Linked DNA regions of Mus musculus: region 1 is linked to region 2. The links are chromatin contacts, called in public promoter capture Hi-C maps. All regions are on one chromosome and are shown on one strand. The core of a region is the stretch at or near the end of the contact, and the rest is flanking DNA. Distances in the headings are between cores, read along the strand shown. Region 1 overlaps Ube4b (ubiquitination factor E4B). Region 2 overlaps Kif1b (kinesin family member 1B).

What was found. Capture Hi-C pulls out chosen DNA fragments and counts their contacts.
Region 1: a promoter capture Hi-C map of adipose tissue shows a contact between it and region 2. The contact joins two enhancer-like sites. A contact is called at or near these places in 4 of 484 Hi-C or Micro-C datasets (bone marrow-derived macrophages, embryonic stem cells and nephron progenitors), 1 of 115 datasets of contacts at active chromatin or transcription factors (embryonic stem cells) and 4 of 9 other capture datasets (adipose tissue, embryonic stem cells, liver and 1 more).

The regions. Positions count from the first base shown.
Region 1 is chr4:149,348,702-149,351,401 of GRCm38.p6, reverse strand. Ube4b (ubiquitination factor E4B) reads left to right here. Exons shown (of 27, transcript NM_022022.3): 19 at 646-744. Among named protein-coding and RNA genes, the nearest start is that of Ube4bos3, 15 kb to the right of the region's middle. Within about 2 kb of position 1,316, at least 16 of the 459 cell types and tissues checked have an H3K27ac peak or open chromatin away from gene starts, as enhancers often do. A contact at or near this core is called in adipose tissue, where this site is marked.
Region 2 is chr4:149,232,787-149,235,486 of GRCm38.p6, reverse strand. The region is part of intron 22 of Kif1b (kinesin family member 1B); the gene reads left to right. Among named protein-coding and RNA genes, the nearest start is that of Pgd, 67 kb to the right of the region's middle. Within about 2 kb of position 1,371, at least 14 of the 459 cell types and tissues checked have an H3K27ac peak or open chromatin away from gene starts, as enhancers often do. A contact at or near this core is called in adipose tissue, where this site is marked.

The sequences.
Region 1 (2,700 bases), core at 67-2,566, 120 kb before region 2:
TGAGTCATAACTAAACCTTGAGAATTTTTATAGTTATGCATAAATACATATGAAGCTAGATTAATATTTCCCCATGTGTTTTTTAGTGGCTGTCAGTTTTAAAATTTTGCTATAACATTGGATGGCTAGAAAAGGAAGTTTATAAATTGGAAGCAAAGTGCTAGAGGTGACAGGCTCCTGAGCCTCCTGAGCACCAAGTCTCGGAGAGCCGAGGACACCGACAGTCACTGTTGTTGTTTAAGTCAGGTCTCTTACGTTCTGTGAACCCCCTAGGTCACAGGTATTGGTTAGTTTGGCCTGTGTTCCTAAAAGACTGGAAAAGCTTATATAAAGTATATGCTGGCTTTATCCACCCAGTATGAGTTGCTTGAAATGACCAAATTCGACCTTTGGGTTTCTTTCCCATTTTAACTACTTCCTTAAGTCTGGCAAGAAAAGAAGATGAGGCAAACACTTACAAAACACGCCCAGGCCTTCCTCATCCTTTCTGCACACTGCGGGTCAGTCGTTTGCCTGTGCACTTTTACACATGTGTTACACAGTGAGGGCTGCTCTTTCCACATGGGGCATTTGGAAGTACAACACCCCAGGTAATCAGTGTTCCATGATAGCATTTGTAAATTGTGGGGTTTTTCTCCTCTACAGCGTAACACTGCCTTTGAATTCAGAAGTCCCCAAGGTATTTGCAGCATTGCCTGAGTTTTATGTCGAAGATGTTGCTGAATTTTTATTTTTTATTGTACAGTAAGTACTTCCCGTACTGTATGTTCTTCTGCTTATACACTGTGCCTGGTCCTCTGAGCTGTGTCTTCTTCTGCTTATACATTGTGCGTGGTGCCCTGAGCTGTGTGTTCTGCTGCTTATACACTGTGCCTGGTGCCCTGAGCTGCGTGGTGTTCTGCTTATACACTGTGCCTGGTGCCCTGAGCTGTGTGTTCTGCTGCTTATACACTGTGCCTGGTGCCCTGAGCTGTGTGTTCTTCTGCTTATACACTGTGCCTGGTGCCCTGAGCTGTGTGTTCTTCTGCTTATACACTGTGCCTGGTGCCCTGAGCTGTGTGTTCTGCTGCTTATACACTGTGCCTGGTGCCCTGAGCTGCGTGTTCTGCTGCTTATACACTGTGCCTGGTGCCCTGAGCTGTGTCATGGTTCACATAGCTGCGCTTCAGTCGGAGGTTGTGTGACTCTGTTTACCTGAATGCTGCTCAGAACTTAGAGAAAGAAACCCCCTTCAGCAGCAGCTGATTCCAATTTGATCTCCAAGACAGAGGCAGTGGCAAGTTCTCTGTGAAACCTGAGCAGTGTTTGATAATTGAACAGGCTCTGGAGAAATGCCCCAGGAAATGTCCAAAACCAAAAGTACCCACAGCTGTGTTTGAACCAAAACTGTCTCCATTTGTAAAACTGGAGAAGCTGCGTGTCTGGTACGTGGGGGGAGATAGGCAGTTTGTTTGGATTTTTGTTTCCTAAAATCCTCACTTCAGGGGCTAGAGCCTTCTCTGGCCTCTCAGGGAGACCCCTCAGGTCAGCTGCCCAGCAGGTAAAGGGCCCTGGACTCAATCCCCAGTACTACTGAAAACAAAAATCAAAGCAAAGCCCTTCACTTTTCATTTTGAAACTGTGAGAGGTAATTTCTCATCACCATAACTATATGGGAACTGGTTGGCAGAAGAATGTGTGTGAAATCTGGTTTCAAACGCAAAAGCAGGATAGACCAGAAACAACATCCAAAGTTATACAAAGCAAATTTGTGTTATGTCCTAAAAGCTGCCCCCAGCCGAGCATGGTGGTGACTGACACCTGTAAGCCCAGCACCTGGAAGCTCACACAGGAGCATTGTGAGTTCCAGGCTAGCCTGGTCTACATATCGAGCCGCTCCCTCGATCAGCAAAAGGACAGACAAGCTCTCTCTGTGCAGGCCCAGTCAGTGGTGGTAACGTGGAGGGGTTAGTTTTTGTTTTTTTGAGACAGGGTTTCTCTGTACAGCCCTGGCTGTCCTGGAACTCACTTTGTAGACCAGGCTGGCCTCGAACTCAGAAATCCACCTGCCTCTGCCTCCCAAGTGCTGGGATTAAAGGCGTGCACCACTACCGCCCGGCTTACATTTTAATTTCTTAAAATTTGAACTTTTTTTTTTTTTTTTTTTTTTTAAATTGGGGCAGGTGGCTAGAGAGATGGAGATCAATTCCAGCAATCACGAGGTGGCTCACAACCACATATCCTAGGATCTGATGCCCTCTTCTGGCATGCAGGCAAACATACAGAGAGAGCACTCATTTACAAAGATTGGGTGATATTTGAGACTGGGTTTCTCTGTGTAGCTCTGGCTGTCTTGGAACTCGTCACTCTGTAGATCAGGCTGGCCTCAAACTCCAGAGATTCACCTGCCTCTACCTCCTGAGTTGTGGGATTGAAGGTGTGTGCCACCACTGCCTGGCTAAAAATATTTTAATTACATGTATTTATTCGTGTGCGCATGGGGTCCTTGAATGCTACAGAGGTCCTGCTAACAATTGGGTCCTAGAGATGGAATTCAGGTTGTCCATTCTGAAGCTGGGCATGGTCATGCATTCCCATAATATAAGTATTTGGGAAGTAGAGGCAAATGATAACACGTTCAAAGCCAGCATATAGTGAATTTGAGGACAGTTGAAGCTATTTAAAAGATCCTGTCTTTTAAAATAAATAAAACCCCCACTT
Region 2 (2,700 bases), core at 122-2,621:
TCCAACATGTTTTTTTTCCTTAAAAAATTGGGGGGAAGATCCGTCTCCTTTCCTAGCTAGAACAGTTCTAGTCTTCAGTGACAGTTTATATGGCAGATTCAACTTGGGCGAGTGAGGCCTGCTGTGTGTTGACTTCATCGAGACGACAATCTCTGTGCCATTTGGTCTGAATGTATTCTTGGTAGGCTCAAGTCAGTCACTTCAGTTTGTCTCTGTAACTCTTTCTTCTTCACACATAATTATACTACCTGGGTGTTTGTCAAAAATTCATTTTTTTGAAACTTAAAGTGTTAATTACTTAGGCTCTAACTTGACAGAAGATATTTCAGGTCCATAGAGGCTCACTTTGTTACAGATAAATGCTTTCCTTTCCTATTAAACACTGAAGTAAGCTCACTCCTCGATGCCAACATTACAGTGAAAAGTTTTGTACTGTTTTCCTGTACACATGTGGGTGGCATTTTGCCCCCAGAGATATTCCAAAGAATCACCTTTGTTCTTCTGCTAATCCAAGTGCCCTTGTATGACTGAAATACCAGACATTAAAGAAACCCTTGCTTTTCTAGGCAACCAGAAAAGAAAAGAATTCACTGCTAGCAGTATCTTTTCTTGCATTTGAGAGCACTTACCTTAGAAAACTGTGTGTACAAAATAGCTTGTTAGACTCACTGAACAAGTATAAACCACCATCATGCTTTTGTGGGGTCTTATTCCTTTATTAAGACGGCGTCTCCTCGATTTGCCCACACTGGCCTCGAACTTGGAATCCTTTTGCATCAGCTTCCACAGTTGCTGGAGTTAGAGGTGTGTGTTAGCAGGCTCAGCTTGTCTTTTTGTTTGTTTACTTTTTGGTTTTGTTTTAATATAGTGGTATCTCCCCCTCAGCTTAAACAAGACCAAAGAAAACTTGTCTTCATTAAAGCATTATTTTATTCTGAAAATATTCCTAGGTGTTATCATTGTGAAATGGAGAGAAGTGTTCATACGTGGGAACTGGCATTACCAGGCCTGTAGTAGAGTCCTACTTTATTGGATAAGGTTTTCCAGAGCAGACTGTTAATTCTATGGACAGTTACAAAATCTGGTTAATAAATTAAAACCAAAGGGCTTTTCCTCTACTCTTGCTTCTGATCCTTCTAGCATAGCACATTGTTTCTCCTTTCATAGGTAACACGACAAATAGGAATTGTTTATTACATTGAAGTGACTTGAACTGACCTTTGTGCTTTAGATGTAAGATACTAAAAACAAAACACTGGGTCTGTTACCGCGATGCCTGACTTTTTAAATGCTATCAGATTATAAGCAGTTGCGTGGGCTTCCCGTGGTCACTGCTGTAGCGGGTGCCTTCCTGGTCCTTTGTTGACTTGCCTTAATGATTTACACAGAAGCCTTCGAGCAGAGGAAGCTTCCTGGGGCCTACTGCAGTGTGATGAAGACGTTTTAGGTTCAGTGTAAAGCAAGCTTGTGTTCTGTACTGTTGGAGACAGATTCGTTACAAATGATTTTCATACCTGTCTGATTGATATCATTTTAAGCTCTGCTCTAGGTGTGGCCCACTTTAGGTTGTGAAATGTATCGTTTTTTCCTATTATTACTGTAAAGAGAAGTTGTGAATCTTCTTGTTGATGAACTCTGATTTTTCTCTCAATTTCTTAAAACCATGCTTGAAGATTGTCTGGGTGTGAGACTGCCTTCTCAGAAAGGGAGAGTTAGTTTGTAATATTAAAGAAATAAAATCTTCCTGAAATAAGCCTTGGCATGATCTTTAAGTGTGGTTTATCACTGGGGAGGAGGGGTAAGTGAAACAGGGGAATTCTGATTTCTCAGTCTCTTCCTGCTCTTTCATCTGAAGATAGTTGTGTGCCAAGTATCCTTTTCTTTGTATTTTTGTACGGATTTTCTTTTTTTTTATTAGATATTTTCTTTATTTACATTTCAAATGCTATCCTGAAAGTTCCCTAAACCCTGCCCCCGCCCTGCTCCCCTACCCACCCACTCACGCTTCTTGGCCCTGGCGTTCCCCTGTACTGGGGCATATAAAGTTTGCAATACCAAGGGGCCTCTCTTCCCAGTGATGGCCGACTAGGCCATCTTCTGCTACATATGCAGCTAGAGACACGAGCTCTGGGGGTACTGGTTAGTTCATGTTCTTGTTCCACCTATAGGGTTGCACACCCCTTCAGCTCCTTGGGTACTTTCTCTAGCTTCTCCTTTCTTTAGCGCCTCCATGGGGGGGGGGGGTGCTGTGTTCCATCCAGTAGTTGACTGTGAGCATCCACTTCTGTATTTGCCAGGCACTGGCATAGCCTCACACGAGACAACTGTAACAGGGTCCTTTTAGCAAAATCTTGCTGGCATATGCAATATAGTGTCTGGGTTTGGTGGCTGATTATGGGATGGATGGGGTGGGGTAGGGTAGTCTCTGGATGGTCCATCCTTTCGACTTAGCTCCAAACTTTGTATCTGTAACTTATTCCATGGGTATTTTGTTACCTATTCTAAGGAGGAATGAAGTATCCACACGTTGGTCTTTTTGTATGGATTTTCAAGCTTTTACATTTAATGTCCTTTTCTATTTTATGAAACCCAGGGCCCCAGGATGTAGCTAATGGGATAGTAGCACTTAACCTGCCACACAGGGCCTGAGCTTTGTCTCCAGAGGCACAGGATGATAAGACAGTGCATTCAGTTATACTT